3 separate regions of the Danio rerio genome follow, and all the other regions are linked to region 1. Evidence: chromatin contacts called from public Hi-C data. All regions are on one chromosome and are shown on one strand. The core of a region is the stretch at or near the end of the contact, and the rest is flanking DNA. Distances in the headings are between cores, read along the strand shown.

The links. Hi-C and Micro-C count contacts between places; a contact is called where the count stands out from the background.
Region 2: a Hi-C map of hematopoietic stem cells shows a contact between it and region 1, with 2.4 times the contacts expected there. The contact joins the promoter of vrk2 here to the promoter of bcl11aa in region 1. A contact is called at or near these places in 2 of 18 Hi-C or Micro-C datasets (caudal fin and hematopoietic stem cells) and 1 of 4 datasets of contacts at active chromatin or transcription factors (embryo).
Region 3: a contact with region 1 is called in a Hi-C map of embryo, with 2.6 times the contacts expected there. The contact joins the enhancer-like site here to the promoter of bcl11aa in region 1. A contact is called at or near these places in 1 of 18 Hi-C or Micro-C datasets (embryo) and 1 of 4 datasets of contacts at active chromatin or transcription factors (embryo).

Annotation. Positions count from the first base shown.
Region 1 is chr13:29,069,816-29,073,756 of GRCz12tu, reverse strand. It overlaps bcl11aa (BCL11 transcription factor A a), which reads right to left and starts at 2,248. Exons shown (of 3, transcript NM_001040391.1): 1 at 2,089-2,248. The coding sequence starts at 2,143. It also overlaps a transcript of pdlim1 not described here.
Region 2 is chr13:30,020,277-30,024,217 of GRCz12tu, reverse strand. vrk2 (VRK serine/threonine kinase 2) reads left to right here and starts at 2,237. Exons shown (of 13, transcript NM_201170.2): 1 at 2,237-2,623; 2 at 3,600-3,655; 3 at 3,757-3,826. The coding sequence starts at 2,497.
Region 3 is chr13:29,895,054-29,898,994 of GRCz12tu, reverse strand. The region is part of intron 2 of si:rp71-1h3.1 (a long non-coding RNA gene); the gene reads left to right. Among named protein-coding and RNA genes, the nearest start is that of si:rp71-1h3.1, 26 kb to the left of the region's middle. Within about 2 kb of position 1,949, at least 11 of the 62 cell types and tissues checked have an H3K27ac peak or open chromatin away from gene starts, as enhancers often do.

The DNA of each region.
Region 1 (3,941 bases), core at 999-3,498:
TAACACCCAGCGAGTACATATAGTTGCTTAATAGATATTTCAGCTTCAATAAAATGTAACATTAATACAATAGCTTAATACAACATTTAAAGTTATGCGTTATTCTACAATCGGTAATGGCATTTAAAGATTTCCGTGCATATGCATATTTTTAAATATTATTATATATACTTCACAGACTACGATTGACCTTGCATAAATAAACTAGGATTCCATGAATGTGTTTTGAAGGAATATTCAACCATTTTAAAACAAATTAAGCCAACTCAAAATTTGTGGAAAGTGTGGAAAACTGTATTAAACTGAGTTTTCACAATAGTTTTAAATTACATTACCTGCATATGCATTTCAAATTAAATCAGTTCTTAAACTAAAAAATATTTAAAGACTTAAAAACAATTAATTTGTCTAAAATTCAAAAGCATCTTATTACAAAAAAAAGATTTAGTATTAGCTTCTCTGTGTATGAAATTCAAAGGGGTTTTGAATAAATTCATTAAAAAAGTTTGTAGGCTCGCTTGTTGTTTCTTTGCTTTAAAAATAACCGTCTTCTGTGTAATTATAAATTGGATGGCAAAGTTTATCAAGATCGATACTGGCTCTGTTTGCATTACCTGAAAGTCATGTTAGTTTTCTAGATCCATTACAAAATATACAAGACATTTTTTTAAAAATCCTATAATTCATGCCAGTTCAGGACGGGGTAAAAAAAAAACTGTTACAAGTTCATATACAATACGTTTCGCTCTTGCAAACATATGGTCAAATATAGATAGTGCTGAAACTGATCGGGTTCGAGTCTAGTTTATGATCGTCGTGTGCCCCCTAGCGGTGGATTTCGGACACGTGCAGCAGCGAAAGCGCAGAGTAACCCGCGCTGAGATCCACAGCCTGTGTGTGGAAACCCAATAATGTTACACGATACTTTACAATGTTACAACAACTCAGGATTTGTGTCAAACACGTTTATCTATTAAAACGCGGACTAATGCTTTTGAAGATTTACGTTTCAGACATCAAAACTAAAACATCAAAAAGATAGAAGCTAAATGGTTGTGTCGTCGAGCTCCTGACAACATTTCAGGTTCATATAATCTGAAGCATACTTTATTTAGAAAAATGCAACTTATCACAGTCCTTCAAAGCACGTTTAGTGTGTCAACTAACATGATCTCTGGAAGAACAGTAGGTTAGTGTGTTACGAATATATGCATAAAAAGCCTGGTTTTCTCGATACATTTGTATCCAAATAGTTGCATTATATTTAGGTTTCGTCTTACCTTTGTCAACGACATTTAAGACGAAAATCAGGCCTAAATAGAAATCGTATTTCTCTCCTTGCAAATGTACTCGAAACGGCAAAGAGCGTAACGTAAAATACTCTTCTACTGCTTTTCAGCGAAAGCCCACAAATACTGCACAACCGCGTTTTGCTTCAAACGTTAGAAAAGCGTTAATGTGTAAAACTCGAAACGATATTAGGCTATATGCAGATGTCTTACTCTGCGCTGTTAGTCTCAGGCAGAAGACTATCGTGCTCTATTTGCTGGCAGTGGGTAGTAAGCGCACGCGGCGCTTGTAAACAGTCGGACACGAGATTTTTCCCAATCAAAATTCGCTTCCACTCTTTGAAAATCTTCCAAAAATAGTGCGAGAGGGGGGAAATCCTGCCCAGAATCACAGACAGACAGCGTTGCGGGACACTCCACGAGATGTGAGAGTAAATAAGCAAGCGAAAGCACGCGTGCATATACCCACCACGGTCCGGTATATGTGAGCGTTTGCTCTTAAGTGGTCAAAGCGACTGGGGCACGAGAGCCAAGACATATGCGCCTAAACACAGAGTCGACACGAACTTCTCCAAGTACAGCGATGGAAGACAAACTTTTTGGCGATTCGGTGCGCGTAAAGGCATTCAAGAGATGGGAACGCTCTCTTCGCTAAAGTCCACTTGATCGGCGCTGCGCTGTCCAATGTCCAGTGTGTCTTCCCTGAGAATTACGCTCCTCTCCAGCAACTCAACGCTACACAACGCAGCCAAAAAACAGGTAAAGGCAACGGGCACAACATATATTTGTCTTTACTTACGCGAAAAATCCCGTTTGCTTAAGTGCTGGGGTTTGCCTTGCTTGCGGCGAGACATGGTGGTTGGTGGTGGCTTTCAGCTCGGTTCACATCGGGAGAGCCGGGTTAGAAAGGAGACTCCAGAGAAAATATCTTCATCAATGCCTTTGACATCCAAAATAAATTAGAAATAATACAAAGATGGCGCAGGGAAGATGGATTGTGGGATAGCCGTCATGGCTTTTTTGAAAAGAGAGAGAGAGAGATGAAAAAATGGCAAAAGCCCCCCTGAGCTGCAAGTTCAAGTGCGGACGTGACGTCCCTGCGAACTTGAACGTCAGGAGATGGATGGACACAGACATACAGAACATGGGCAGGGCAAAGCCGTGGAGTAGGAGGAGGGAGTGGAAATAACAAAACCAATGGACACTCATTAGGGGCTGGACATGAAAAATAGACCCGAAGAAGCCAATGGACAGAAAGATCAGGGGGCCGGACAAGAGGCGAGAAAGAGGGAGCGAGAGACAAGCACACACACAAGGAGAGAGAGAGGGGGAGATATGTTTAATGAAAGCAATGTGCGCTGCGGAGTGTGTGTGTGTGTGTGTGTGCGTCCGCGCGCGCTCGCGCTCTGGGGGTGGACGCAGGAAAACAGAGCACGAAAAGCCAATGGACAGGAGATTCAAGGGGGCCGGACGTGCTATATATACAAAGACAGTGAGAGAGGAGCCTCGCATTTAAGGTTTCGTAGTGGACACTGATGGTGTTTCAAACACACTGACTCAACTCCTGGTCAAACAGTCAAAGGTAGCGCGCAAGGTAGCTGCTTTTCAGCGAGACACGATCGGGTTGCATGAACAGGACAGACAGGTTCCGAGCCGGGGCATGTGCAGGGTTCAACCGCCGCGTGCGCTGCCACATTCCTCCAGCTCAGAGAAACTTAAGGCACATCACATAAAGCGGGATGGGATACTTGCTCGTGCGCTCTGCGCGCGATGTAGGTGGGACTTAAATACTACAAGAGTGTAATTGTAAAAATATAACAACACACTGACGAATAGATTGTGGGAGCAGCCCACTAGAAAGAAAGGGGACGGGGTAATAACTTTCAGATGTGTTCAGATTATAGAGAATGGCGACTGGGGGGAGGAGGGGGTGTCAGTAAACCGCCGCGTGGATTTAGAAATATAAAGATGCTGTAAACAGCGCTGATGCATTCGAAATTAAAGAGACATGAAGCGTATAACCGAACGCGATGACAAGCTAGTTCAATGCATGAGGTGGGAGGAAGAGAGAGACACCCCTGCGAACTAGTAGAAGTACAACTAGACTATAGCGACTACTCCAGAGAAAGCAGAGGCTGCGTGAACAAGTGACAGTCTGCGGGGAAAAGGCACAATTCAATAGGGAACCGATCGGAGTTGAAGCCGAATGCTGGAGATAATACGTGACCCGCGAGCGAGTGAGTGAAACTGCTTTGCAGGCTTATACGCTGACATCTTTGTTTCTGGACCAAGACTGATCGCTGTGTTGGTGCGCGTGTGTTTTTTTCCGACGCGAGGTGTCAGATCTTAACGCGAAAGTTGAGTCAGGTTTGTGCTGGGTAAAAAGGTCAACTTTGCGCGAGATCTATCTGGGAATACCAATGGATCCGCTCGACTGTACCACACTGACTGTGCCGATGCTTTTCAGGTCATTGTTCTCAACAAGTGCATATGATTAAAAGCACCGTATCGATCTGAATTTTGTATTTCCAGCCTTTGATATCATTTCGACGCAGCGCACTATTTTCAGCGTGCACAAAAGGAGCTAGATACATTTAGCACTTTTAAGAGTTCCGCGCATGAATGCCGTTTCAGAAATAATGTGTTGCTTTA
Region 2 (3,941 bases), core at 988-3,487, 950 kb before region 1:
AGAAATGTCTTAATTCTTCATGGCATAGATTTAACAAGGTTCTGGAAATATTCCTTAGAGATTGTCAATGTTGATATGATAGCATCACGCAGTTGCTGCAGATTTGTTGGCTGCACATCCATGATGCAAATCTCCCGTTCCACCACAATCCCAAAGGTGCTCTATTGGACTGAGTTCTGGTGACTGTGGAGGGTGTTTGAGTACAGTGAACTTACTGTCATGTTCAAGAAATCAGTCTGAGATGATTTACGTTTTGTGACATGGCACGTGCCATCAGAAGATGGGTACACTGTGGTCATAAAGAGATGGACATGACCAGCAATAATACTCAGGTAGGCTTTGGCGTTGACACGATGCTTAATTGGTATTAAGAGGCCCAAAGAGTGCAAAGAAAACATCCCCCACACCATTACACCACCACCAGACTGAATCGTTGATACAAGGCAGGATGAATCCCTGCTTTCACACACACACACACACACACACAACTGACAATTTAGCCTACCCAATTCACCTGTACCGCATGTCTTTGGACTGTGGGGGAAACCGGAGCACCTGGAGGAAACCCACGCGAAGGCAGGGTTTCAGAAACACCAACTGAGCCGAGGTTCAAACCAGCGACCCAGTGACAATTTTGGTGAGCCTCTGTAAACCCTAGCGATGGTTGTGTGTAAAAATCCTATAGATCAGCAGTTTCTGAAATACTCAGACCGGCTCGCCTTGCACCAACAACCATGCCACATTTAAAGTCACTTAAATCAACTTTCTTTCTCATTCTGATGCTCGGTTTTAACTGCAGCAGATCATCTTGACCATGTCTACATGCCTAAATGCGTTGAGTTGCTGCCATGTGACTGTCTGATTAAAAATATCAGAAAAAATAAAGCATTTGGACAGGTGTAGGCCTACCTAAAGAGTGGCTGGTGAGTGTATGTTTAGCATGGATATACATGTATGCCATATATATTTTTACAATGTTTTTAATTGTGCTAAATATTTATTGTCAAAAAAAATAAATAAATAAATAAATAACAACTTTACATTGATTCATTGCATACTTTAATCTTTATCATGATTTAAAAAGTCCAGAAACATGTATGACTAGATATGTATGTCCAAAGTTGAGAAAGTGTAAGAAAAAATATAAGATAAATAAAGAAATGTGGCCTAATAACAGTCAAGACTGTTTCACAAGGTCTTATCTGCCACTTCTTGGTGGCCTTGGTGAAAATTACAGCCTGTCCATTTACAGTCCATATTGCGCATACATAGCACATTAAGAGCCTCATTATATCTATTTCAGACCATATGGACCTGGGCTGAGGTGGGTCACTGCAGGGCCAGCCTAAGCTGCTCTCTCTAATTGCAACAATTATGCCATCTTCATTACAAGGGGCATTTATGGAAAATGGTGCCACGGCCCCTCAAGATTGGTGTCATAGCACTCTGGACTACAAGAGTTCCAAAGAGATGTGCCCACACAGAGCCCAAAATGTGATCGTATCCCAGTTATTCTGAGCTTAATGTGACATAGAAACGTTTTATGGATCAACATTTCAAGCTTATTTAAAAACGAGTAAAGCTCTTTAAATATTTTACTGCGTGATCTTGTACCCTAAAATTGATCAGTTATAGACATATAAAGATTCATGAAAAAATATTTGAGTTCGATTTTCATCCAGCTTAATTTATTAATCCTGTTCATAGAACATGCCTAGACTTGTTCATGATTCACGCTGAAAGGTCCGTTGAGGAATTGAATCGAATGACTCGTTTGATGCTAGTTCACTGACTCACTGAAACAAAATGTATACAGAAACGGGGGATGGGGGGTGGGGTGTTTTAATAGCAAAATGTTAACACATGTAAACACAAAGGTCCAGGTTTACGCCCTGTTTTTGACTGTTTTTAACACAGTTTTATTTTAGATGTGCATCAGAACCACACAAATCTAAACATGTATAAAATGTTGTGCACGGTATATGAACATTATAACGGCCTTGTAAATTATATGACTTTGTTTGAATTATCTGAATCAATAAACTGAGGCAGACTGTTTGAATGAACCGATTCCTGTAAACGAGTGGATCTTCTCTTTCTGTTTTGAACGGCAACTGCACTATCCTGTGATAAAGCACGTGTACGTGTTGTCCCGCCTCTCTACGTTTTTTATTGGTAGTTGAATATGAAGGACGTGCGTATTCCTGTTTTCGATTGGTTGCTTTCGATTTCGCGGGACTGTCAATCATATTCAGGAAGTTGCAGTCGAGTCAATTGCAGAACTGAAACTGTTGATGAACTGATTTTAAATAGAAATTCGGCTGCTGTATAATATTTTGATTTCTTATTGAGTACTAACATACTTGTATAAGAAAGCGCTATTGTAATTTTTGGTGTTTTTTGTGAAACAGAAGTTAAATAAGACTAACTTAATGATTTAACTTTAGTTAATCGTATTTAGTCGTTCGGTAACGTTTTACATGAAATTTTAACATAATGCCTCCAAAGAAATACACACTACCTCGTCCACTTCCAGATGGATGCATTTTAACGGATTCAGAAAAGAAGAACTGGCGCATCGGGAAAATGATTGGAAAAGGAGGATTTGGGCTGATTTATTTGGGTATGACTTTATTCTGCATGAATGTGTTACCATTTCAGTTTCATTTATGACGTGATGACAGAGTAATTCAGGGCACACCATTTGTTAAGTTTAAAGAACACTATGTTTAATTTTTTTTCTTAATTGAAAGAAACTTGCTGACTGATCTAAAAATATCAGTGCTTTTGTTTTGACTCAAGATGGAAACACAGTAATGCATTTGTTTAAGCCATTTGTCAAAAAAAAAAAAAAAAAAAATTTCGCTAAAATTTAAAAAAATGTCCCCATTAAACTATGGCCTAATGCTAGTCTTAAACCCTTAGCCAGCCGGGTGAAAGAGTTGGTTATTATTTTTTTCTCTCAAAAAGTGGATTTTTTTTCAGTTATTCGGCATATTTTCTATTTAATTGAGGTTTAAACACTGCATTTTAGTAACATTTTAAGCACTGTTTTTTTTTCCGAATGATCATCATAACCACACTTTTTTAATTACCAAAAACATTCCCTAAATATTTCATAAAGAAATATGAAAATAATAAAATAAAAATAAATAAATAAATAAATAAACAAATAAAAAAATATATATATATTACATCACATATCATTAGGAAAAAAACAGGAATCTGTTAAAGTTCTAAATTAAAAACTAGCCTATTGTCATTTATTAGGCAAATAAAACTGGCCAGCACATTCAACTTTCCTAAGTCAGAATTTGGGATGCCAAAACAGGATTCCACTTGGTCCTAAAGCATTTTTCTATGGGTTATTTACGTACTGTAGATAATTATTTTTGTTACAATTTATTATGGCATAGCAGTCAAAACAGGAAAAAAAATAGCTGATATATGGGACAAATTCTGGACCTTTGTCAGTGAGGAGTGGGTCTTTCGTACCACCCAAAGCCCCCTGACTATGGGCCTGCTGAAACTAGAACTGTTTATGTATCTTAACTGTATATATAAGCATTGGATAGCTCTAATTTTTCAATATTTTACAGCTTCTCAGGATGTGAATGTCCCTGTTCGAGATGATGCTGATTTTGTGATCAAAGTGGTAAGAAATATTTTTATCAATTTATGAAGTATCATTAACAACACTATAAATAGACCAAAAGTCTCCACTCCTACTGATTTATACTGTATGTACATTTCCAGGAATATCATGAAAATGGACCTTTATTCTCAGAACTCAAATTTTACCAACGGGCAGCAAAGCCAGAAACTAGTAAGATATTTTGATCCTTTTTTAATTTAAATTCTGTCAATATTCTGTAATGGAATTTCTGTTGTTATGTAAGGGGAAAAATCCATAAACACTGATTTTATTATTGCCAAAGGAG
Region 3 (3,941 bases), core at 700-3,199, 830 kb before region 1:
AATGATGATGTAATTATCATTTGACTCCCCAACAGCGGCACCTTGCTCTTCTGCAAAATCATTTGTTAAGAGATATGCGAGAGATGAAAAACCGCGCAAAGGTGGCGTTGAAAAGTCCAGAATTAAAAAATTTTTTTAAATATTTTTTGTTAAAACCAGTGGCAGCGAGAGTACAACAGGATGATGAAACAGCCGGTAAGTTAATGTTAAGCTCGTTAGGGACAGGACAAAACTAAGATGTCTGCAAACCACCATTTATGTACCGAATGTTTTCTTGTACTGTTTGCTGCTAACATTGATGAGCCAGGTTCTGTAACGTTACCAACCACCAGTCCCAACACACTATACTATACTATAAAGCAGCTGTTTCCTTGAAAGTCATGATAGTGTTATTAGAAAATTCAATACATTTAAATTTAATCTTTATTTTATACATATAGCTTAATATATATGTGTTGATTTGGATATTTATGTGTGCTAATTCTTACAGAAAATAGATTCTGATACTGTTAAACATTGCATAGTGTAAATCTGTGAAGTACTGAATTGGGTTGGGCCGATAGACTATGCTATAATCCATCCATCGCCCATGGCCAATAGACAAGACGATGCACGATCGCCGATCCTCCGTCTTGCCCTTTGTCGCAAATCCACTCGCAAAAAATATACACTTTGGCCCCGTTTACACTAACATGTCTTAGTGTTAAAATGGCATTTTAGAACGAAAATGATCCACATCCACAATGTTTTCCCTACCATTTCTGAACAGCCCTCCGTCCGCTGAACACGCACATCACGTGACCACACACACACAAACTACAGGTCGGACAGATTATCAAGGATGTACCGCTGGATCGCGTCTCACTGTAGGTGTTAAACATGATATTCAGTCATCCTAAGTCTCCCGAAAGTTCCGGGAGTCTCTCTGCATTTGCGGGACTCATAATGCCCGCAAAGAAGCGCTAATCCCCCTCCCGGTCCTCAAATAAGTCGTGCACCCTTCTCACCCACGAATCCCTCCTTGCTTTTCAGACATGTCGTGCACATCGTACGATTCCAAATTGGTCGACATCGCCCAACCCTAGTACTGAACTTGAAATGACGTTATCTTAATATAGTCAGTCGTGAACTGAAGTGAGCGGGTCTAAGGCTTGAAACTCCAGGGCTGAAAAGGAGTCCCATAAAATGCAGGGCCGGAGTGGATGTCCTATGATGACGATGGATTTTAGGGAGTTGATGCCCCAGCCAAAAACCAACCAAATGTCAACACCAGATGACGTGGGTATTAGATGTCAGCTGTCGCCAGTGTTAGACTGCAAATTGATGTTCAATTTTGGTCACTTGATGTCACAACCAAAATAGAATTAAAGATCAACATCATATGACATTGTGTGCCTGCTGGGACAACTCAACTTCCAATGTATGGAAAAGAGCAACCAGGAGAATCTACACAATATGGCATTTTGTGTTTTCATACAGATAGAGAGGGAAATTGTGTAAGATTGGAACAACACAAGTATAAATTGTGTAAACACGTCCTTTTTTACCTACTTAAATCAGATTTGTTGTGCATTTCTCTTATGGAGGAGCTATTTTTAACTTGATTTTTATATTTAATTAAGTCAACATATGGTCTGCAAAACATTCCTTGGCAAAAGCATGGATTAAACTGCTGTAGCTTTTTGGAAAAAAGACGAAAACTGTCTGTCCTCCCTCTGTCTTTCTTTCTTTTTCATTGTCTTTCAGCTGGAGAGGAAGAGCGGCTCATCGTTCGCTCTCTTTGGCACGATGGCCACATTCTCAGGGCTATCATCTCAATAACACGGACGGCTTAATGACGGCACGTCCAAGTGCTGTCACAGGGAGATTACTGTCAGTGCGTCCCATGCCCGCAGGGGATGTGGGGGTGTGCTGAGCTCCATTGAAGGGGGGCAAGGGGGGATCGCATAGAACCCCATGATAATTAGCCAGCCTGTAGTGTGCGTGAAGCAGTCTGAACAGCCAGTAGAGCGGCAGAGAGGAGGGCAGCATGTTCACTCTCTTTGTGTATCTCTTCTCCCTTCCTTTGACTTCAACTAAGCCCGGTCGAGTGAAACTGCTGCGACTAGTACGTGGGCACTATTACAATGTTTAAGACAGGTATTGCAGGTGACTTAGCAGGCGATATGTGATTCTTTGCAGCCGATTTGATGTGAATTACTGGAAGACATAAGTGGAGTATGCAAAATCAGTCTCTCTGTGGGCCTGTCATGTTGCTTTGAATAACAGATCATGTGTCATTAAACATCTTCAACCCCTACCAGCGCTATCACCGCAGACAGTTAATATACACCCTTCATATGCGCACAACTTGGGCGAGGATTTTTGCGCACTCTGGGTTTTGTTTGCTGATTTTAATACGAGTCAGTGGCCGCCAAATCTGACCCTCCAATGCAGTTGCGTTCACGCTGGCTGCCTGTTATTAAAACATTTTCCCTTATGAGGATTGTATTCAAATAATTCCGGTGCCAGAGTTGTCAGCCAGCTAAGATTTAACTGACTTGTCAGTAGCTTGCTGCCATAATCTGTATTACAGGCACTGGCACAGAGATTAAAGATCAAGAGATTTAAAAAAAAAAGAAAAAAAAACGGAGGGAAGAAAGAAAAGAGGGGAAAAAGTGTCTGGACATTATGTGGCAAAATTCCTCTGCAAATAAATGGGAAATGTGGGTTGCTTATAAAAGGACCCCTTGCGTGATTCTTTTGCCTGGAAAACTGCTGTGCCCCTTCTGGAAAGACAAATGTGCCATTTTATCCACTTAGTTGTTGTTGTATACTTTATTGTCCCTGGAAGAGTGACTTTTTTAGTGGACTTTCGAAGGTAGTATTTTAAGAATAGCCTGATACAATAAAAAAATAAAAAGCAATAAGTAAACATACACATATAGACCATTTTGAGGAATGCAAACATAAACAATGGTCCCAACGTATTTCCTGTTTTATATTTTTACTTTCTATAGCTTCCGAAAATCTAAAAAGAGCCACGTATTGATAAATAATGATAGCTGTTTAAACATGAAGTTATGATTGAATTGCCTCTTGTTACAGTTATGGAATAGTTTGATAACAAGCAGGAAATGTTCATGGGCCAATGACATCACCACATTAAAATGGTCTACAATATATAGGCATAGACACTTCATTCACTTCACTTCATTCAAATTACATTATTGTACAGAGTGTGGGTGCTGGAACCTACTGTATGTTTCCACACAATCCACAATTTGAAATATTATGGCTTTTATTGAATGCTATTTTCTTTTGGCATTTTACCTTTTTTATTTGACAGGACAATACAATGACAGGAAGTGAAGTGGGAGAGAGAGAGGGGTACATGATCGGGAAAGGTCCATGAGCTGGGATTTGAACTCGGGAAGGCCAAAGCGCTTTATCAGTTCTATCAGTTCTGAAATGCCGACTTGATTTCAATTTTAAAGAAAATACTTGTTCTATGTTATTCATTCATTCATTCATTCATTCATTCATTTATTCATTCATTTATTCATCCATTCATTCATTCATTCATTTATTTTCTTTAGTCTCTTTATTAATCAGGGGTCGCCACGGCGAAATTAACCGCCAACTTATCCAGCATAGGTTTTACGCAGCGGATGCCCTTCCAGCTGCAACCCAACACTGGGAAACACCTATACACTCTTGCATTCACACACATACACTACGACCAATTTAGCTTTTACAATTCACCTATACTGCATGTCTTTGGACTAGGCATAGGCCTTTATTAGATTCTGATAGTATAATATCCTTGGATAAAAATTTCATGGTTTGATGGTTTGACAGTATTGTGATTACTGCTTTTAAAATATATATTCTTTTCAAATGTCTGGGTAAAAAAACTAAAACTTTTTCCCTTTTGAACACAATATCTTTATTTTTCAGAA